7 separate regions of the Mus musculus genome follow, and regions 2, 3, 4, 5, 6 and 7 are each linked to region 1. A link is a contact called in public HiChIP or PLAC-seq and promoter capture Hi-C data. All regions are on one chromosome and are shown on one strand. The core of a region is the stretch at or near the end of the contact, and the rest is flanking DNA. Distances in the headings are between cores, read along the strand shown. Region 1 holds the start of Angpt1 (angiopoietin 1). Region 2 overlaps Oxr1 (oxidation resistance 1). Region 3 overlaps Oxr1 (oxidation resistance 1). Region 4 overlaps Oxr1 (oxidation resistance 1). Region 5 overlaps Oxr1 (oxidation resistance 1). Region 6 has its middle 51 kb from the start of Abra. Region 7 has its middle 190 kb from the start of Abra.

Region 1 (2,954 bases), core at 165-2,664:
AATTTTCCCATCAGAAGCTATTTTTTTTTTTTCATTTCAGATGTCAGTCCTCATATACCACTTGTGAAGTTAAGTTCCTTTAACTTACAAATACAATCTTTCTAAACGAAGACAATATGGGTACTTTATACTTATTCTCATTGCATACTTTTATTAAAAGTTGGTGGGGGTAAGCATTTTATGAAGATTTCCCATGGCAACTCACAAAACTCCTTGCTGTACATTCCATTTGAACCTCTGTTAATATCACCATTATGATTTCCTTTTACACCACCTTGTCCAAGAAGTGCGCGCTTACTTTTTCAAAGTTGGGCTTTGACAGTCAAAATGCCTAAGATAAACTTTAAAAAACAACAGGGTTGGCATAAAATTTGCTAATGTTAGACGCACATTTAGGAAGCTACAGGATCAGAGGTTCCCACAAGCCCAGGACCCTTGGCTTACCCAGGAAGTTGAGTCCAGAGAGGGAGCCTTTTTTCTTTTGCAAACACTGCCCCCCGGAGCAAAAGGTAAACACAAATGCCCCCTACGGAACTCTGAGCTCCCTGCAGAGAGGGAAGGGAAAAGCTCAGAGCAATTAGAAACCGAAAGCGATCACTTACTTTTTGCAGCCACTGAGTATAATTTTCCATCACATGCTCCAGATGCTGAAGTTTCTGGGAAGAGAAATCCGGCTCCACGTGTGGAGCATCCCTTTGCAGAGCGTTGGTGTTGTACTGCTCTGTCGCACTCTCACGGCAGTTCCCGTCGTGTTCTGGAAGAATGAAAGTGTAGGCACATTGCCCATGTTGAATCCGGTTATATCTTCTCCCTCCGTTTTCTGGATTTCGGCGCTGGTTGCTGCACCCTATGTGAGTCAGAATGGCAGCGAAGAATGCAAAGGAAAGGAAAACTGTCATTGTACTGCCAGCGCTTGCCTTCCGTGCCTCCTGCAAAGCTTGCTCTTCTCTTCTGACCTTTAAACTAGTTCTTTATTTCAGGTAAAACTGCTTGTTTGACTCTTTCCCCGTTAAAGAAAGCGTTTGAAGAAGATCCACAGAAAACTAGCCATTTGTTAGCTTTGTTCTAAAAAAGCGTTACTTTAAAAAATTTTAACTGTAATGATAGTTTCCTTCGTTAAAACTTGAGATATTTATTGCAATAGTAGCTTAGATTTATTGTTTCCTCTCTGTGTAACCGTTCAGCGTGGAGCCTGCCCGCGTCAGCTGCGAGTACATATTCTAGCCCCTTTCCTCTACCCTATCTGCAGCAGATCTGCTATTTTCTCCCAGACCTCAGTGAGTTTTATTAAGGTTGCACATCCAAGCCAAGCTGGAAGCAGGCAGCCTTCACAAGATGACTTGACAGGAATGCATGAGTGTGCCCCTATGCTAAGGATTGCTGATGGCTTTGGGCGGCGGATCGGCTTACAAATTGGCTAGATGCGCATGACCTCGATCATGTATGGGCCTCCCGCCCCCTTCCGCAGACAATTGCCTTGAGTCCTTAGCAGATGCACGGAAAATCAATAAACAGAGCAGTCCACCTTAATAGGTTCGGGTGTGCTTGCTGACCTACTAACATCTAAGCAAGCTAGAAGTATGTTTTCAAAGTTATTGTTTAATTGAGGAACCCTAATTTGGCACAATCTCCAATGGATTTTTTTATAATTGTATAAAATTATTAAATTTAAAAAATTACTCCAGAAAAGACATTTAAAAACTATTTTTAGAAATGGCATTCTCCCCTTTGTATTTACATAGGCTTTAAGGAGAATAAAAGAATCAAAGGATCAAATTATCAAGGAAATTACCATAATTTGTCACTCAAAGCAACATATCATGTGCATACTAAGTAGTATTTTGAAAGCACCTTTTGGGATATGGATTTTAAATGACGCTGGTTTCTTGGTCAGAACGCAGCTGTTCACATTCTCTGAGTATAAATTGAGCAACTTCCCTACAACAACAATGTGGTTACAGTTTAAGACAGTGGCCTGAGAATTATTAATTCCTGTGGTACATGCTAATCATATATTTCACAAGAACCTCTGGCATTGCTATGGCTGCCTTTAACACTGGTATGGAAATTCCACACACATCCTTTGTGGCTACAGAGTCAAACCATCTGAGAACAAGCGTGTATCAGGTGTGCCAATGGCTTACACAAGCGAAACCTCTGCGATTTTTATTAAGAAAGAAAGCCATATGATCCGAAGGTGCTTTCCTAAGTACAGAATATAAATATTTGAATAAAGGTACAGTCAAGTGCAAAGACCAGGAGATGATTACAGAATTTAGGGTGGAATCAGGATACTGGATGTGTGTACATGCAGGATTTTCATTAGGAACTTCGTGGGCTTTGGAAGTGAAAGAGCCTCTGCTCTCAGGCATGTATACAAACAGAAGCCACAGCATGACTCTTGAGTCCTGGAATGGGGGCAGAGCAGTGGGTAAGGGCAGTGGTGGCTACAGATGCATCTTTAGGAAGGAAAGCAGAGGTCAAAACTGACTCCAGAGAGGAGGTGGTTTGCTTACAGTAAACAAACAGTGATGAGATTCGTTGGTCCTTTCCACACCAAATAACAGGCTTCTGGGCAGATTGATACATTATGCCAAACATAGGAGCAAAGTTCTCTGACCCTGCAAGAGACTTGCCACATTACATATAAGAGTCATAGGAAAGGTTGCTCTTAGGCAGCGATAATGCCACTTGAGAGTTTGTTATTTATCACCTCACTTTAAGCACTCCTTATGTATTATGTCATTTAATCATGGCAACAAACCCAAGACATAGGTATTATGTTTAACTCTTTGGGCTCTGAACCTAACTGTCTTTGACAATCTCTGAAAGGAAAAAAACAAAAACAAAAATAAAAAAAACCCTCAAAAGTTAGCCACTCAAAGCTTAATGGCACCCAGGAAAGAGAATTATCTAGTTTACCTATTTATTTTTAAAAAGTAACTCATGTAGCT
Region 2 (2,954 bases), core at 248-2,747, 980 kb before region 1:
CACATTTTCTAACTTCATAGAAACACACGTTTCCTATTTATAAACCTGGTTAATACTATCTGACTGTAAGATGCATTCCATAAAACATACTGCTCAAAGGCTGGGAGATGCCCAGAGTGCTGCAGAGTTTAGGTTCCCTCACGTCAGCATCAAGATCATGCTGTTTATAAAGTCTATTCTTTTAAACCTAGTATATTACATATTAATTACTAACATATATTGATTTAGTAATATATATTATACTGCATATTTTGTGTCAATAAGTATAACTCTAATCACCACATTCAATGGCTATTCTCTAGTATTCTCTATTCTCTAGTATTCTCTAGTACAAAGGTAGCCACAGCTTCTTGATCTCTGTTGCTGGAATTGTGTTTTATTGTTGTTCATTTACTTTTCGAGTGACTCTTTTACTCTACAGCTTATAGATCAACGTATTCTCTTCATCTTTTTTTCTCAATAACTATTTTTAGTTGATTCAAGTAATATTTATTTATTTACTTACTTACCTACTTACTTACTTATTGAGAACTTCACTTGTGAATATTATATTTACATTTTCTCTCTCCCTTTCTTCCCTGGAACTATCTCCTCATCCTTTCTCAAAACCATGCCTGCCCTCTTATTCTTTAATTATTATTGCTACATACATATTTTATAGATACAGATAAGTTCATTTATAAACATATCCTGCTGAATTCACTTAGCTTTCTTGTGTGTGTATGTGTTTATGGCTGTCTACTGAGGATTCGTCCTATCAGGGGACTTGTCCCTGGAGGAGACTCATTTTCCCTCTCTCCGAAGCTATTAATCGCCTGTAGTTTCTTATCGATGAGTGAGGTCTTGTGAGATTTCCTGCATCCACAGAGGCATGTCAGTTTGGTATTTCAGGAATTTTATAGGCCACCATATCATTAAGGAAACACGAGGTAGCATTCCTATCATTTTTCACAATCTTACTACTGGCTTCCTGGTTCTTTCACACCCAGCTTCCTGGTCCTCTCACTACTGGCTTCCTGGTCTCACTAACGACTTCCTGGTCCTTTTGCTCCCCTTTTCTGCTATGCTCCCAAGATTTGGGTGTAGTGTTACCTGCTGTAGTGTTTAGTATTACATTAGAGTTCTGTTCTCTGGGGCTGGGCATTACACAGTCACCTGTTCTAGAAATTTTTTTAGTCTCTCCAGTTGCAGCTTTCTGTAATGCTCTCTATCTGCTGCAAAAAGAAACTTCTTTGGTGAGATGTGAGAGCTGTACTTGCCTAAGGATATAAAAAGGGCTATTTAGAATGCATTTAGACATAATACTTGTTGAGAAAAGGAGCAATATTAGGCATTGGGCTAGGGGTCCTTGGGCTTACTAGTTACTGGAGTGTTTTTGATTAACAGTTTCAGCCATGAACTTCCTCTAAAAAAGGAGGCCTGAGGCACAGTTAGCAGTTGGCTGCCCCTCAGCACATAAGTGACACTATTGCATCAATAGAGGTATCTTGCCATTCTTGTCATTCTTGTGGTTAATACACATGACAGCTGGGCGGAGCCATTGATTGCCTTTGTCCTTCAACAGTTTGCATAGCTCCTTCCAGTAATCAGAGCCAGTCCTCAGAGAAGTGTTCCTGTTCAATTCTTTTCATGCTTGCTCTCCAAAGTTTGTGGTATCTTCATCAATAGGTTCTCACTTCAATTTCTGGAAGTCAACCAAAAGAACTGGCAATATGTTTTATGTTTTTTGTAAGTCTTTGGGACCTTCTTGACCATATAAATGACTATTTCATAGAATAAATTCCTAAAATAATTGTTAAAATTAAGTAATTTTACAAGTTAGGCAAATACTACCTCTTGCCAACAACTTTTCTGAACATTTATGTTAGTTTAGATTTTAATAAACAAATTTAATAAACAGAAATAATTCATTTCCCTGTGGATTAATAGAAACCATATTTAAAAATTCAAAAACTAGCTTTTTTTTTTTTTTTTTTTAGATTTATTTATTTATTACATGTAAGTACACTGTAGCTGTCTTCAAACACACCAGAAGAGGGCGTCAGATCTTGTTACAGATGGTTGTGAGCCACCATGTGGTTGCTGGGATTTGAACTCTGGACCTTCGGAAGAGCAGTCAGGTGCTCTTACCCACTGAGCCATCTCACCAGCCCCAAAAACTAGCTTTAAAGATCATTTTATTCCAAATGTTGAATAGTAAGAAGGTATAGAATATTGTTCTAAGCAGTTTTAGTGAGATTATTTGAGCCCCATGACAATGTGGTCTTACTGAAAGTAGATAAAGTAAATGCTATTTAGTTTGATTATTTTGATTAATTTAGAAGGAATGGTAGATAACAAAGTACATATATATTTTCTATTGACGTTCACATCAGTATGCCCACTATAACATTCTTACTTTTTACAATAAAATCACTTTCAGTAAATCGTATTTCACATTTGAATAATTTGACATTGCCAGTTGAAATCAATTCTAAACTCTTATGAAATTAGAACAGGGTAAAGCTTTGTAAAATGTCTGTGATATGCATACTTCCCCTCAGAATCAAATATTAATATCTGTGGGGGAGTTGTTCTTACAAGGTAAATCTAGTATTATTTATACTTCTGGGTGCAAATGCTTTGGAATAACAAGCACACCTAGCAGCTGACTTTGACCTTACATAATTTTTACAGCTACTGCATTCTTGTCAGCAGGTTGTGAATGGTTTGGTCTGAGTTTGACCCCTGCCTGTGATTCATGCTTGAATTGTTAATGTGCACTTTTATGTGAACAATAAACCCAATAATGCCTAGTTGTACTTCCTGTGTTATGTGATTTGGGATTCAGCACAGTCATTCATGCTACCTTCTCTCTCTCTCTCTCTCTCTCTCTCTCTCTCTCTCCCTCTCCCTCTCCCTCTCCCTCTCCCTCTCCCTCTCCCTCTCCCTCTCCCCCCTCTCTCTCCCTATTC
Region 3 (2,954 bases), core at 310-2,809, 930 kb before region 1:
GATAGTGCTGAGTCTAAATACAAACTGTATAAGAACACTTTGCCCCTAGGTAATATCAGTTCATATCTAAGATGCTGCCATCTAAATTACTCACCCTGAAGATTATTACAAACTTTAGACCAATATCTCCAACTGTTACTTAGTCATGTCCATTAGGATACACCAGAGGTACTCCAATATTAGCCTTTCAAAGTTGATTTTATATCATTTGCCCTTTAAACTCATTTCCTTCTCCATTCTCTAGTGCCAAACTAGTTCTTTCCTCTCCCTTCCAAGGCCCAACAAACATTGCCACAACTAGCCAAAAAATAGAAAATAATTAAAAATTAAAAAAAAATCAAGCCACCCTCTAAAGCCTCCTGAATTAATTCACCTCTCTTAATCCCTACTGCCATAATTGTGCTTCATAGAGCACACAGATTACAACCATCAGCTCAGAGGTGGTCTCCTATATTCAGGACATATCTCTCTGTAACCCATTACATGACTTATGGTTAATTTCTAAAGGTCAAATCTGATTCCATTAATGCTCTGCTTAAAATCCTAATTGTATCCCTGTGGCTCTGAGATTAAAATCAAAATTGTCAAAAATAATTTACAAGCTCTATGAAGGCACTTGTTTCCTAGAATGTCATCTCTCTCCTATTTTCTGTCCCCTCGAAGCCACAGTGGGCTTCATCATGAGTTGGTCTTTGTGCCTTGAACACTTTCTCCATGCCACCCCACCCTCATAAAAGCTAATCTTTTAATAATATAATCCCATTTACTTGATCTATTAGTACTTTTAAATCACAATTTAGATGATGTCAGTTAACACATGCTACCCAAAGTATGATTAATTTAGAAGGAAATTTAAAATATAATACCATTATTATTCATACATTGATTAATCTGGCATATATCAATTGTGCTTTCAATCAGTTCAATTTTCTATAAATATTTCTTGAACACCTGCTGAATGGCTACGTGTGTTTGGGTCATAAAGCAGGCATGCTTTGCTATCTGACAGTATTGGTTTAGATGCAGGGACTGTATTGAACATCTCCGTGCTTAAATCTTACTCAAGTTAACTAGCCATAAATCAATATGTATCACTTGGCGGTAAGTGTTTGGAAGAAAACGTCATACAGAGGGGTACAGGTGCTTTCTGATACACATCAGTAGTCAGAAGAGCTCTCGGATCAGAGAGCATGCAGCCAGAGGCTTGGATAAAATGAAGAACATTCAAGGAGTGCAGGAACTGCAATGCCAAAGCCAGCTGGCAACATGCTCAGCTTGTTCCTAGTGATAGTAAAGGACTAGTAAACATGCCCACAGTGCAAAAAAGCACTGGTGAGGAGCTCTATGGGGGCAGAACCTGCTCTCTTAAACAGAGAACTCACTCTGTTGGTTCTAATGCAACCTTGGTATTAATTTCAATTGTCCTAAAGATATTCTGTGTAAACAGAGACAACAAATTGAACTGCAGTTTGTGAGAAGGAAAGAACATTGGGGACAAAGGCAAATAGAAACAGACTCCCTAGTGCAATACTGTTGCCCAAAGGGTTGGGAACAGAGCCCAGAACACCAGAAGCAATGTTGGGAATACAGCAGCCAGTAGATCAAAGCTCTGGTCACTCGCAAACCAGTGATAATGCCTTCTCTCTTTCCTCCGACCTTTTCCAGCCCTATTCCTTCCTGCCTGCTTCAATCCTGAGATAAGCCACAGCCGATTCTTTCCCAGCCTTTAGGTGGTGGTGGAGAGAGTTCTTTTTGCCTTTGAACTCCAGCAATGATTTTTCGTTTGTTTGTTGTTGGGAAGTATAATAAATGGTTTTCAAATATAATATAATGATGTTCAGTTTCTCACTGTTTCCAGACACATGTTCAAAATAGAGCTAATGTGGTTGAATTCTGCTTTGTGTACATTCTGTATGGTAAAAATAAAAACGAGGAGATATAAATACAGCTTATGATAGAATGCATAGTGAGAATGCCTGAGACCCTAGTCTGCAGGTAAATAAAACAGGAGAAATCCTTATGTTTTTCAAAAGACAACAGTCTTTCTCCAATACACCTGAAAGATCTGAACTGATTTCTCAGATGACTTCTAGTCCATTTTCTTTTCTTATTGGTTAGTATCCAATCGTTAGGTGCTCATTTCACTTTATATATATTTCATCTCTGTGTAATGTCCATAATCTTTACGTACAAAATGTGATGAGAATATGATTTCAAGTTTGTGTTAAATAAGCAAATAAAACAGAAGAGAAATTGGAAGGGCAAATGAAGTGAAATAAAAACAAGGGACACAAGGAACAAAATCTCAGTGCAGTGGGGTTTTATATGGCAAGGGATTAAAAATCACACAACTTATAACAGTCTTCACTGTGGCCGTTTAAACCTCTAGTCCTGCATTTGGGAGCCTGAGGTAGAAGCACTTCAGGGAATTCAGGGACAGCCTAGGGTAAGAAGAAAGACCCAATCTCAAAAAACAAAACAAAAGTCTCCATTCCTCATATTAATATTTAACCAAACACTGAACTCATTTACCAGTAGCTGAGGCTTTTCTTTTCCTGATTTCATTTCCTTTATGCATTTTGAATTTTCTAAAGCAAACACAAAGAACATTTTAATTTTTAAACCTTGATCATAAAACATCTCTATATTGCTAAGAACATGGTACTAGCAAGACTCACCTTGGCATGGCAGGCAATATTTGAGATGCCCATCCACATTGTCTCAAGTTCTATTGCAGAAGCTATTTAGATAGGTTTTAAAAATGGACTTTTTAAACTTTTACTGAGCTTGTTTAACAGTTTATACAGGCATTCTGATTATTGCCACCCCTTCTATCTCTAAACCCCTCCTACCCTGCTTCTCTCTTCCACATCTGTGGCTTTTTGTTGTTTTCCTTTGAGTTTATCGAGTTGTTTGTTTGAGAGACACTGAGTTTAGCAAGACTATCTGTGTGA
Region 4 (2,954 bases), core at 317-2,816, 900 kb before region 1:
GGCTTTTCAAAACTTGTCAGGTGTCCAAAACTATGTAGCAACAGCTGAGTGCCTTGGAGAAAATCTATCATGCAATAATTGGTGCTCTAGTAATGAAGAGAAGGAAGATAGCCTAATTCCTTTTTGTTTGGGGCTGTAGAAAACATTTTGGGTAAAATGCGGGGAACAAAAACAAGTATTTCTACCATTCAGTCAACAAACATAGATCTGAGTGCCAGGCTATGTTCTTAATAAGAGGGAAAAAAATCTCTGTCCTCATTGGAGTACTATGAAAAGACAGGAAATAAACAGGAGGCATTGTGATCTAATTTGTTACTCTAAAACAGTAAAGACCAGATCAGCAATGATCAAGCTCCTGAGAGAAGGTATGGAGAGCACTAATGAGAAAGGAAATTGGAAAGAAACTATGAAATCTCATAAGGTATTTCCTCAGCTGGCACATAAAAATAACAGAAGCAGGAATGACAACATGACCAGTTATAAATCAGAATCAGTGGCAGAAAATTCGTCATTGAGTGTCAGCAAGGCCATAGTCTAGTGTGAGATTTTAAGTAGCTAAAAGAAACTAACACCAAACAGACAGGACAGGAGAGAATGTCTTTGGAGGAAGCTGTACAGTGTTTACATTTTAATTAGAAGAGCAAAGCTTAATTCCCCTTGTGTTTTCTTCTTCAAAGTCACTAATAAGGTAGTGGATTAAGAACAAAGGTGCTAGGCTATAGAAATGCATAGGCTAAGATTAGTGAGGATATGCACACAGGATACCCACAGCTACTGTACATCAATGCAAACTACCTGGTTCGGGGGGAGGAGGGGGTTCCTGAGAATTTTCATATGTGGCCTTTGATAATGCATTCAGAGGAATTATGATATATCTGGGAAACATATACTCAACCTTGTAACAAACATATGTTTATGGGCTGAGATAAGTTAGAAATTTGTGCTGTATTCAGATCTCAACATGCCATCCTTGCTGTTTCTGAGAGTAGCTAAGTGAAGGTTGGTTCCCTCAAGGTAGATCTGGGCACCTAGATTCACTTGATAGTAGCACTTAGTACCTTGGCCACTTCAACTCCTTCCTCATCTCTCTTCCTCCTCCTGTTTGAAGCAAGGGCTCAATATGGATTATAGGTTGGCTGTGCCAAGGCTGACCTCAAACTCACAATCTACCTGCCACAGCATCCAAGTATTGGAACTACAGGTATGTACCACTTCCCTTGGTATAGATCCATGTAACTTGTAGCTTGAGGCTCAGCCATGTTTCATAGCTGGCATCTTATACCATTATACTCATCTGCCATCAAATGCTGAGGAAAAGGAGCAGAGGCCCATTAACTGGAGCTCTTCTGTGATGGGCCTGCCAACAATGGACATCATTTTTGCAATCCATCTTGGGGTAAGATATCAATCTCCTGAGAACTCCTGACCAAAGGGAATCTGGGAAACACTGTGTTGGTACGTCCTTAGGAAGATAAAATCATTAGTGACAGCTAGCTGGTCTCCATCTGGATGATGGAAGCTCTCTGCCAGACAACTGTAGCTGGGTGAACAAGCTGTGTGTACTAGCTTTGTTTCCTGTTGTTATGATGAAATACCCAGATGAAAGTAACAGTCCTGGAGAGATACAGTCCATCTGTCTGGAAAGACATGGCAACAGGTGTGGAAGATGGCTGGAGGAGAAGGCTGGTTAGTCACAAGGCATGCACATTCAGGAAACAGAGAAAGAGAGAACAGGAAGTGGGGTGGGACCATAAAATTTCAAGATTGTCCCTAGTCCCCAGTGACCCACTACCTCCAGTGAGGCTATACCTTCTGAAGATTCTAGAACCTTCCCAAATAGCTCCACCAGTTGGAGACTAGAAACACACTAGCTTATGGGGAATACTGTACAAAATACCAACTTTCTGAAAGTGGTGTTAAATTGGAATTGAAGGATATAAAGTACATTGTAGGCTTGAAATAATTTGAGGGGTGGAAGACAGTGATAATTTGAACTCAAAACTTTAATTTCTTTTACATGGTCAAAGACAAATCTTCAGCTCATAAATTAAGTCATCTAGTGGATTCAAACTTCTTTAAAGTAGTCAATACAAGGTAGTCATTGTCAGCCTCAGGAGTAGTTTTATCTTGTTCCTTAAAATTTTTCCTAACATTTGATTCAACATCTTCCTGAACATTGGAGGTGGATTTGTGGCTGATTTTATCTAAAGGGACATTAAAATGGCACTATAGATGAAGTAGTTTTAAAATGATCTCAGCAGGCCAGAATAGATCAACAAAAAATTTCTGAAGCAAACCAAAGTGAAAACTATAAGGCCTTCAGGGGTCACAAGTTCTTTCACAACTTGTCATCCTGCTATGAAACCCACAGCAGCCACAGGCAATAAATGACTGGATATGGTTGTGCTACAGTAACATGTTCTTTAGAATAACTGTTAAGGCAAGACTGGATCCATAGGCATTAACCAGTTCAGCTCTTGGTATGTAGAACAATAGCAAAAGCCAGAAGACAATGCATCTAAATTTGTTCAGTCCAGAAGATAACATGGCGAACACTGTCTGCATTATCTGTCATGTGCTCTTACTCAGAGATTACCTCCCAGATAGGTTTTATGTGCTCTTGTTTTACATAAAAGTTGAATTTCAATTGACCAATCCTTCAGAAAGGCCGTAGCTGCATTTAAGCATTAAGAAGACTCTTCTTGGCACACAGCTGAATAACCATGGCCATCCTGGCATTTCACCAATGTTTGGGTGGACCGGGGAGAGGGACAATTAGTGCCTGCATGAAATATGGATGGAAATTTGATGTGTCAGCACTTTCTATGGGGAAGCTCTGGATCCTAAAGGCTCAAGTCTTAACCCAACGGGAGACACTCTGTATTTCCCTGGCCCTTGTCTATCTACCTTTCTGGGTAAGCTAGGTTTCAATTACAGCATTAAATGAACTTCTA
Region 5 (2,954 bases), core at 332-2,831, 830 kb before region 1:
GTTTGAGCCTTGCCTGAGCTGCATTAGACTTTTTCAAAAATAAATAAATGAAACAAGAATAAAAGAAATTAATAAACCAATGAATTTATAAAGCCTAGGAAGGAAGGAATACAAATTAAATTTTGTGTGTGTGTGTGTGTGTGTAATAGGTTATTGTTTTGCCTGTGAAATGAGCCGATTCAAACCAGATTGGACTATATTAAAGGCAGGTTTATTGGGAAGCTGCCCTCCGGTGGGCAAGTTCAGCAGCCCCAGGATGGGGCCAGGGAAGTCTCCATGGGAGGGGGTGGTGAAAAAGCATCCATGCAGAGAGAGAGGAGAATGGGGAGGCTGAGCTCAGAATGTCTGGATTATATAGAGAAGACCCTTTGGGCTGGAAAGGTCAGGGTTGGGAGCAGGGTATGCCAGGTAGGGACTGAGGGATGCTGGGAGAATATGGAAGCCAGGTCTGCTTCGATATGTAAAATATGCACCTCCATCCCTTGTTGTGTGCAGTGAAACCTAGCAATATGTATGTATATAGTATATGTAATATATATGTAAATTATGAATGGGCCAGGAAGCTGGCCTAGCAGGTAAAAAGTGTCACTTGCTGCTAAGACTGTTGATCTGAGTTCAGTCCTTGGTACTCACATGGTAGAATGTGAGAACTGACATCTGAAGTTGTCCTCTGAATTGCACACATGTGCTGTATCCCATAAACACATGCGTTCACGTACACACACACACACACACTTTAATGTAAGAAAACATAGAATGAGAAAAGCGAGGCTTCTGACATTAAAGAAACTTAGATATTCACATTATAAACTTGGACTCTTAATGCCAATCCTTCATTATATTAATGACTTTCAGGGATGTTTATGAAAACAGGATTTTAAAATGTTTATAAAGCTAACCCTTTTGTGAGCATAAGCTTACTGCCCTCAGGAAGTGTGTTTAGCGTATACACAAAGAAGTAGCACTGGAAGTAGCTATGAGACTAGTGGGAAGGCAGGAGCACAGAGACCAGCCTCAGGATGGGAAGACTCTTGCTGAAGAGGCTGACGATCAAATGTCCTAAGACCGCACGTAGCATCCTCTCTGGCCCTTACGACCTTAGAGTGTGGGAAGTAAAGTAGGGCCTGATTGGTCAGTTTCTGTATCCTTTTCTTTCATCTTTATCAAAAACTGTTGTTTCTGGGATGTAATCCCAGAGATTTAATCCCAGATTTAATCCCAGAGTTCTAGGAGTAGAGGCAGGCAGAGCTCTTTATAAGTTTGAGGTCATCTTGGCTGATGTAGTTAGTTCCAGGCCAGACAGGAACTAAAAATTAATAATAATAAACCAGTATTTTTTAATGGGCAGATCTTTATTGTTATTTCTCTGAAACTGAAATTTTAATTCCAAAATAGTCATCCAGAATATATAAAATAGTTAACTGAAAAACCTAAAGAGAAAGGTAAGGAGTCAGCCATTCAAGCTCTGATTTAATCCTTAGGTAACTGGAAACGTGATAAATCAAAGCACGGCGATAGAGTGCTCCCTAGACACTGCCAGCCATCCCTCGGGCCTCAGTAAACATGCCTGTGTTTGCTTTGTTCAAACCCCCTGTTTGCTTTGTACTCTCATTAAACCCTGCTGTAGCGAAGCTTCGGGGGCTGGAGGGTAAACCACCACTGTTACCTGTAAGGAGAAAGAATCCTGTACCAGAGCATAAGAACTGCTGCTTAGCAGATCCAGCATGGCATGACAACAGAGGAGCACTGGGGACAAGCCCAGCTTTCTCTACTCCCAAGTCGTGCACAGCCTTTGGCAACCACGATGTACCCCTTCCTAGGGCTGTTCCTGTGTTTAGTGGTAGCCAGTTCATTGTGGTTAATGAAAACAAGAGCCTTTCAAAGCCAACTTCTGAGGGCTAACCCCTCTACGCATGAGCTAGCTTAACGGCATTTTGTAGCCACAACCTCTACCATAACCAGTTGAGGTGAGTCACCAGTGCTACTACAGCTCAGAAGAATCACCATGTGTTTGTGGTTACCTCTACCTTCACTGTATTGTGAGAAGTTGTTGTAATTATGTTGTGGTCTGGAAGATCTGTAATTGTTGTATCGGCCTGAGGAAACTTGTAAGGTTTTTGTGTTTTCTGTAATAGTTTTTACCTGTAACATGTGGCTTTCAAATTCAGTACCAAACAAGAAGAGCAGTCTAGGCAGTTTTAGAAGATTAAGACCTTCCCTGTAGTAATACCGTAAAGTTTTTGTCATGTATAACCACTACAGACCAAAGGAGAGAGAAGTGAAGGCTCAGGAAAACCTGGGAGAAGACGTGGTCCTTCAACAAGACACGAGGGGCCGGGGGAGGTTGGAGTGAGATGGAGGCCAGCGTCCCAGAGCCTTGCAGCCAGCCAGCCTAGCTGAAGCCATGGCTTCCAGGTTCACACAGATACCATCTTGAAATCAAGGGAGATAAAGGCAGTATCAGTATCTGTCTTCTACAAGTTCACACACATGATCACACTTGCATGCATACCCCCCCAAATCAGAGAGGTAGAGGCTTATGAGCAGACAGGGGTGCTCTTTTCACCCCAGAAATGTTTACATTTTATAGTACAAAAAATAGGTTTTTAAAAAAATCAAACATTTACCAACAGCAAATCATAAATTTATTTTTAAACAATCCTTGGCAACTTACTAAAAACAAAAGAAGTCTGAATACTGTTTGCATTTATTTACTTATTATTACTGTTTGTTTGTGTTTGGTTTTACATATGGATTTAAATCTTGGCTGAACAATTATTAATGTAGAGCATACAATAACATTTTTCAGTTAATGATTTTATAATCGTCACTTCTAACAGTGCTACATAAATATTTAGTACAAGGTGACAAAAAATTTTTTGAAGGATATCTCAGAAATTATTGGGAATTCTGCCCTAATTCTAAGCAAATATTTATTGAGGTGTGTGCAAGTG
Region 6 (2,954 bases), core at 202-2,701, 760 kb before region 1:
ATATGTTTAGGAGAGAGTCCAAACTTTATAGTACTTTCCAAAACACTATAAAACATGGCTAATTAACTATGTGTTGAACAACTTAAGAGTATACTTTAGGTTTATAACATAAAATGAAACTTTCAAACATGAAATAAAATTATGGAACCAATATTGTTAACTTCTTCCTAAGTTTTCTGGAATGTTTATTAGTTTTTATTCTCTTCGTTTCTCATCCTCTAGAACTTGATAACAGGTGCAGAAGGATGCTAAAAAGCTAGCTCAAGTACATAGTAAAATTTAAAAAAAACCCTTCATGTTAAACATAACTTAGCTGAATTCTAGGAAAGGCTAGTAGTGTCTTCTTTGGTGACATAATGCCGTTTGTCCCACATGGGGCATAGATAATATGTGAATGTGTAGATAACACTTGTTGATACTTTTCCAGTCTTTGTTGGGTCTTACCGAGGGTTTGAGTGTTGCACCTAGATGCACATAGATGGGCCAAAGAGATTCTCTGTCTCTGTCTCTCTCTCCTCTGTCTCTCTCTCCTATCTATCTATCTATCTATCTATATATATATTTCTTTTTTTTTCCCTCTCCTCCTCTCTCCTCTCTTGCCCCCTTCTCCACCTCCTCCAGTCTATCCTTAAAAGATTTTGGCCTGGTTTCATCCATTTTCAAATTCTCTTTATGAGGCAGGTGAGTGGTGTGTGTGTGTGTGTGTGTGTGTGTGTGTGTGTGTATCTTCCTCTCCTGTGACATTACTCTCTTCCTTCTCATCTTATATCTCAGAACATCTTGATCTCTCCCTATCCCATGGCTGTCTTTTAGAGGTCAGCCTCTCCAAAGCCAGTTAGACTGCACACATTCTTCCTGGTCTGTCTCATTCCTTTTGAGATTAATTTCTGGACCGATGAGCCCTCATTTTCCATCCAACCTTATGTTTGTTTCCACTGCCTTTGCTTGGACTTTCTACATATATTGCAGGAATTTTATTCATATAGTCAATAGGTTTTTTGAGCACAGACAGAATAATAATGAATAACAACATATCTCTGCCTCCATGGTTTTATGTGTAAAACAACTGTCTTGCTGGTCTTTCCTAGAATATAAAGTCCTAGAGAATAATAATTTTCTGTTTTTTTTAACCAGTTATTGGCACATTGAGATGTTTACCAATCACTAAATTAAACTATTAATTCACAAGTGAGAGCAAAATGAATCTTATGTTCATTCTGCTGCCTCAATTATATATGTGGGTCCCTTCAAAAGATCCTGATCATTGGCCACACACATTCTGTTGAATCTACCATGTTGCTGGCTACCATTGGCACTAATAGAGTTAATGTGAAGTGTACTTTTCCAGATTTCTTCTTTTATAATGAGGAAGAAATGAATACTAATCAAAAAAGCTTAGAGAAAACCCTATGCCTTGTGAACCAGATAAAAGAGATGACAGTTATGCAACAAGGAAGTCATACAAGCAGGTTAGGAGAAGAGACTGAACTATTCACCTCATTCAACATCCACTCAGAACAGAGGATCACTAGCTGCAGCTGTTTCAATTTTTCCAATTTTACCCTCCAAATTAGACACGTGCCTTCCATTTACTCTAATAGGAGCCATATGTGCTTTGTTGATGGCCATCCTTATCGCCAAAGAAGAAAAGTGCTGAGTTCCTGCCACCCACCCACATCTGTGGCTTAAATAAGCCACAAACAAATGAAAAGCAAACATGCTGCTGGCATGTTAGGAGACTATGGAACTCAACAAAACCAGCAAGAGGAGAGGCTGGGTGTGACACTGTGCTGGTGGTCTGCTGTCTCATCATGAAAGGCCTAGAACAAGATTCACTGCTTAGTGGTACTTGGAGCTTCCCTTAGTGGAGATTTTTATGAGACATCAGATCAGGGCTTGAAACTCAACACTTAGGGGTGCTATGAGGGCCCTTAAGATCTTTATTGAATAAGTGCTCACTTGGTTTCTTAAAAGTTATCAGCGGGGCTATGTTACCATTTTCATAGTACCACATGTGTTTAAAGAAAAAGGGTATTTTAGTTTGGTTTATTTTTTATATTTTTATATTTTTGCTGAGAAGAGACACCATGAGCAAGGCAACTCTTGTAAGGACAACATTTAACTGGGCCTGGCTTACAGGTTCAGAGGCTCAGCCCATTATCATCATGGTGGAAAGCATGGCAGTGTGCAGGCAGACATGGTACTGGAGAATGAGCTGAGAGTTCTTCAAGTTGATCCAAAGACAGCCAAAGGGGTCTGTTTTCTGCAGGCAGCCAAGTGGAGGGTCTCTTTCACTTGAGCTTGAGCATAGGATCTCAAAGCCAAGCCCCACAGTGACTCACTTCCTCCAACAAGGCCACACTTCTTAATAGAGCCACTTCTTATGGGGCAAGCATATTCAAACCACCACAAAGGGGTAAACAAAACTAAACACATTTAAAAAAGTATAGTCAGTGACTCAATCATCATGATATATTCAAACTAGATGGTTATGAATGGTTAGCAATAGTAGACTTGACAAATTAAGAAACTACATAAATACCACTTATAAAATTTAGTAATCCAGTAGGCACTAGATTGTCACCATCTGTATACCACATAGCTAACTGAAGAAAGGAAGGCTGCACTCAGGGTTGTTTGTGATCATAAGTCTCCTTTAAGCTCAGTAGGCTTGTGAATTGAATACTGACAAAGTTTGTCTAGTCAATGGGTCCTAAAGTAGTGATTTGCTTAATATTCTCCAGCTTGGCTGTATCCCAATTTAGTTCAAAAGTCTGACCTCACGTTTTCCTTGTCACCAGGCTGTAACCAATGATTAAGTCTTTTCCTTGAGTTTATCATTTCCTTTATGATCAGAGAAATCATAGTTAGGGCTATTTAGAAAAATCCAGTGGAAGAAAATGTTTGATACTTCCTCCATGGTGCCTGTCTTATCTTCTGTTCCACATTTAGCT
Region 7 (2,954 bases), core at 333-2,832, 620 kb before region 1:
GCTATAACAGGGTCCCGTCAGCAAAATCTTTCTGGCATATTCAATAGTGTCTGGGTTTTGTGGCTGATTGTTGTGGTTTCTTTAATGGTCTCATGCTGTTGCAAATAGAAGCTTACTTGATGCGGGGTGAGAACTCCTGTTACTTGTAAGTATAGAGACAAATGTTTATAGATTGTTGTTACCGATGATGCTGGTTCAGTTAAAGTGGTTTTTGGATGTTCTCCTCTAAGATCCTGACTTACTATAACCCTGGGTAGTTGTATGGATTTCCAGTTCTAGACAAGATTTTCCTCTTGTTGAGCACCTCTTAAGTCTGATTAGAAAGCTATTGGCTGGCGCCAAGGTATGTGTGCCACTACTGCACTCATAGGTTTATTGTGCCATGCTAATCATTGGTTCATAGGCATCATGGCTGGATAGGACTGTTGGTTGCTTCCTTCCTTTGCAGTCTTGCATGGTATTGAATACAACAATAGCCTATATGTTTTGCAAGTCTCTTGGACAATCTTAACTCATAAGTAAAAACATGTCTTCCCATTACTGGTGTTGGAGTTTTGTTAGTTGAATTATTTTGGCACTTAGAAAGCTCATCATTAGCCCAGATGAGAAAATTTCACATAAACTATATATGAATATTTACATACAGACTTATGCTTATTATAGTTTTATTACATAACTACTTAATAGTATAATTTCCCATAACTTTTTCAGATGTCCTTATTGTTATTTTATAGTTCTTCCTTTTAATACCAGTTTATTAGTCTTTTTGTTATTTTTATTAGTCCTTATTAGACTAACAAAATTTTTGTTTAAATGTAGCTTTAAATAAAAGGATTTCCTGTTGTTTGACTGATACCAGGTAATTACTGTACACATTGCTAAGGTATGAAGTTACTTTTATTTGGAAACTTATTAACCAAAAGACAAATTAGTATGTAAATTTTTGATGATTTAGGATTTTTTTTTGCATTTCAAGGCCAAATAAATGTGATCATAAATATAAAAGATCAGGGGAGTTCTCCAAGGGTGGCTTGAGAGAGAAATCTCGCATGAAGAAGCATACTAATTCTATAATATATTTGATTAATGTGTCAGAGTCGAGATGCAGTTTTTCTTTCCATAACTACAGGAGGAAGCAAGCTGGAATGATTTCTGCTAACGAGCCCCAAGAAGAATGAATTCATCAACATAGGGCTGTTCTGACTGTATGGCTGATACTGGTCAGTACATTTTTTTCGTTGAGTTTAAGTTTAACCTCTGATTAGAAACTTTTTTTTTTAGGTCAATAACAGTAACTTCCTATAACAAATGTTTCATAAAGCTTGCAGTTAACAAAAGCTTTAATGTTTAAAGTTACTTCCATTGTGATTAAACCAAAAGATTAGTTAAGCAACTGAGCATTAGAGAGACAAGCTTTGATCACGCTGATGAAAAACAGAGCTTATATTGATTTCAGCTCAAGTAAAACAAGTGCTCTTTTGAGCTGAAATCTTCATCAAGGAGCCCATAGCTCTCTTTGGGCATGCATTTCCAGAATATGGAAATTGAGGAAAGAATGAATTTGAGCTTCCCCAGTTCTACTCCCTGTGGTTCAAGATGGCTGCACCTGATTGAGGATGTCTTCTAGAAGTCCTGTTTATACAAACCCTGTCTCTGGAGTCTCCACCCCTACTTTTCTGGAGCCCTTTAGTTTGGGAGTACTGATGGCTTCCTTATAGGCCCACTGCCCTCTTTTTCCATGAACGTTGCTTAACCACTCATTATTAAATTTTCCTCACTTCCCAACTTGACTCTGCCCTGGGTATTAAGACCCAGGGTGACACCATAGACACAATATTCATTAGTGGGATTCCAACACAGGATGTTTTAAAACCCACATCAGCAGGACAATCCTTAAGTGGTTTTAATAAAATAAAAATGCATGTTACATTTCTACAATCAAGGTCACCATCCACACAGGGTAAAATTGACTAATCTAAATTTACAAGTTCACCCCTATCTCATGCAGATGTTATTCTATGCATTTTGTTACTTATTTCTAGGTTCCGACTTTAGCTCTTTAGATTACGGGATGAATATTTTGACATTTTCTGGCAATGCTACATCTTTAGGAAAATCCTGAACAGGGCTGAGTGAAAATGATTTATTATTTTTATTATTGTTTTTAGACTAACAAGGTTAATGAGGACTCTTGGGATATATAAGAAGGTATGTGTGCATGTACATGTGCATACACTCATACCCCAATATTTCTGAAAGAGAGGTATATCTTAGCCTATGTGTAGGAGGTGGCAATGAAGAGTAGTTCTGTCCATCCACTCTTTATTTACTGAAGGCTTCATATACATGTGAAATTTGAGCCCACAGATCATGAGCTGGAGATTTTCTCCCGACCAGAACCTCAATTTAACTGATGACAGCAAGGTATTTCTTAAACTGAGAAAATCCTGAAGAGCTTGATGGAAGATAAACCTGGCAGTCCAAAACATGCAAATTGCCTCCGAGTTCTTGTAAGTCTTAGTCCTCAAGTTTGGCCTGTGTATAGCAGAAACCATTGCCAATACAACATGTTGACTGAGTTGCAGTTGGCACACAGCCTTCTCATGATGGGAAGCAGATGTTGGGTGTTTCTGGATGTGATTTTGACCACCTGATTAGCGTTGTGCTGCTCAGTGCTGGCGTGTTTTGCAGAGGGCCTGCCTACACAAGAAACAAAAAAGGAGATGTCACAGCTAGAGGCTTGGCTCTATTCAGTGGTGTCCTTTGGAGGGAGATGATGCAAAGAACAGAAAAAATTTAGAGCCTTAAGATAGGTTCCCTCTGGGCAAAAAAGAAACAAGAGACATTTTGGAAGACAGGAGGTCAGTTTCTTAACATAGTCTGACAGATTTTCAATTTGTACTTTGTTATTTATGCAATGAGTTGAAAACTTATGTCTGCCTGAAGACCCATCT

The links. Promoter capture Hi-C pulls out the DNA fragments that hold promoters and counts their contacts. HiChIP or PLAC-seq counts read pairs in DNA pulled down with a chosen protein or histone mark.
Region 2: a contact with region 1 is called in an H3K4me3 HiChIP or PLAC-seq map of bone marrow-derived macrophages, with 5 times the contacts expected there. The contact joins the enhancer-like site here to the promoter of Angpt1 in region 1. A contact is called at or near these places in 2 of 39 promoter capture datasets (the 3T3-L1 cell line and pre-B cells) and 3 of 115 datasets of contacts at active chromatin or transcription factors (bone marrow-derived macrophages, embryonic stem cells and pro-B cells).
Region 3: a promoter capture Hi-C map of liver shows a contact between it and region 1, with 2.6 times the contacts expected there. The contact joins the enhancer-like site here to the promoter of Angpt1 in region 1. A contact is called at or near these places in 4 of 39 promoter capture datasets (3T3-L1-derived adipocytes, hippocampal neurons, liver and 1 more) and 1 of 115 datasets of contacts at active chromatin or transcription factors (bone marrow-derived macrophages).
Region 4: a promoter capture Hi-C map of pre-B cells shows a contact between it and region 1, with 4 times the contacts expected there. The contact joins the enhancer-like site here to the promoter of Angpt1 in region 1. A contact is called at or near these places in 6 of 39 promoter capture datasets (the 3T3-L1 cell line, the C10 cell line, cranial neural crest and 3 more) and 9 of 115 datasets of contacts at active chromatin or transcription factors (the SCID.adh cell line, acute myeloid leukemia, astrocytes and 5 more).
Region 5: a contact with region 1 is called in an H3K4me3 HiChIP or PLAC-seq map of the SCID.adh cell line, with 14 read pairs. The contact joins the enhancer-like site here to the promoter of Angpt1 in region 1. A contact is called at or near these places in 14 of 39 promoter capture datasets (3T3-L1-derived adipocytes, the C10 cell line, the HPC-7 cell line and 10 more), 1 of 15 datasets of contacts at CTCF or cohesin (large pre-B cells), 3 of 484 Hi-C or Micro-C datasets (the Ba/F3 cell line, LSK cells and uterus) and 8 of 115 datasets of contacts at active chromatin or transcription factors (DN3 thymocytes, the SCID.adh cell line, acute myeloid leukemia and 5 more).
Region 6: an H3K4me3 HiChIP or PLAC-seq map of the SCID.adh cell line shows a contact between it and region 1, with 10 read pairs. The contact joins the enhancer-like site here to the promoter of Angpt1 in region 1. A contact is called at or near these places in 3 of 39 promoter capture datasets (HPC-7-derived erythroid cells, cranial neural crest and frontonasal cranial neural crest), 1 of 15 datasets of contacts at CTCF or cohesin (the NIH/3T3 cell line), 3 of 115 datasets of contacts at active chromatin or transcription factors (the SCID.adh cell line, bone marrow-derived macrophages and embryonic stem cells) and 1 of 9 other capture datasets (embryonic stem cells).
Region 7: a contact with region 1 is called in a promoter capture Hi-C map of the 3T3-L1 cell line, with 8 times the contacts expected there. The contact joins the enhancer-like site here to the promoter of Angpt1 in region 1. A contact is called at or near these places in 12 of 39 promoter capture datasets (the 3T3-L1 cell line, the C10 cell line, the HPC-7 cell line and 8 more), 1 of 15 datasets of contacts at CTCF or cohesin (the NIH/3T3 cell line), 4 of 484 Hi-C or Micro-C datasets (cerebellum, embryonic fibroblasts, pancreatic cancer cells and 1 more), 10 of 115 datasets of contacts at active chromatin or transcription factors (the SCID.adh cell line, astrocytes, bone marrow-derived macrophages and 6 more) and 2 of 9 other capture datasets (adipose tissue and embryonic stem cells).

The regions. Positions count from the first base shown.
Region 1 is chr15:42,675,563-42,678,516 of GRCm38.p6, forward strand. It overlaps Angpt1 (angiopoietin 1), which reads right to left and starts at 1,415. Exons shown (of 9, transcript NM_009640.4): 1 at 603-1,415. The coding sequence starts at 899.
Region 2 is chr15:41,692,379-41,695,332 of GRCm38.p6, forward strand. All of the region lies in intron 3 of Oxr1 (oxidation resistance 1), which reads left to right. Among named protein-coding and RNA genes, the nearest start is that of Abra, 180 kb to the right of the region's middle. Within about 2 kb of position 1,498, at least 58 of the 459 cell types and tissues checked have an H3K27ac peak or open chromatin away from gene starts, as enhancers often do. A contact at or near this core is called in bone marrow-derived macrophages and pre-B cells, where this site is marked.
Region 3 is chr15:41,743,417-41,746,370 of GRCm38.p6, forward strand. All of the region lies in intron 3 of Oxr1 (oxidation resistance 1), which reads left to right. Among named protein-coding and RNA genes, the nearest start is that of Abra, 120 kb to the right of the region's middle. Within about 2 kb of position 1,560, at least 25 of the 459 cell types and tissues checked have an H3K27ac peak or open chromatin away from gene starts, as enhancers often do. A contact at or near this core is called in 3T3-L1-derived adipocytes, hippocampal neurons and liver, where this site is marked.
Region 4 is chr15:41,776,020-41,778,973 of GRCm38.p6, forward strand. The region is part of intron 3 of Oxr1 (oxidation resistance 1); the gene reads left to right. Among named protein-coding and RNA genes, the nearest start is that of Abra, 92 kb to the right of the region's middle. Within about 2 kb of position 1,567, at least 7 of the 459 cell types and tissues checked have an H3K27ac peak or open chromatin away from gene starts, as enhancers often do. A contact at or near this core is called in the SCID.adh cell line, acute myeloid leukemia and pre-B cells, where this site is marked.
Region 5 is chr15:41,844,665-41,847,618 of GRCm38.p6, forward strand. All of the region lies in intron 11 of Oxr1 (oxidation resistance 1), which reads left to right. Among named protein-coding and RNA genes, the nearest start is that of Abra, 24 kb to the right of the region's middle. Within about 2 kb of position 1,582, at least 90 of the 459 cell types and tissues checked have an H3K27ac peak or open chromatin away from gene starts, as enhancers often do. A contact at or near this core is called in DN3 thymocytes, the HPC-7 cell line, LSK cells and 5 more, where this site is marked.
Region 6 is chr15:41,918,835-41,921,788 of GRCm38.p6, forward strand. No RefSeq gene overlaps it. Among named protein-coding and RNA genes, the nearest start is that of Abra, 51 kb to the left of the region's middle. Within about 2 kb of position 1,452, at least 13 of the 459 cell types and tissues checked have an H3K27ac peak or open chromatin away from gene starts, as enhancers often do. A contact at or near this core is called in the SCID.adh cell line, where this site is marked.
Region 7 is chr15:42,054,334-42,057,287 of GRCm38.p6, forward strand. No RefSeq gene overlaps it. Among named protein-coding and RNA genes, the nearest start is that of Abra, 190 kb to the left of the region's middle. Within about 2 kb of position 1,583, at least 6 of the 459 cell types and tissues checked have an H3K27ac peak or open chromatin away from gene starts, as enhancers often do.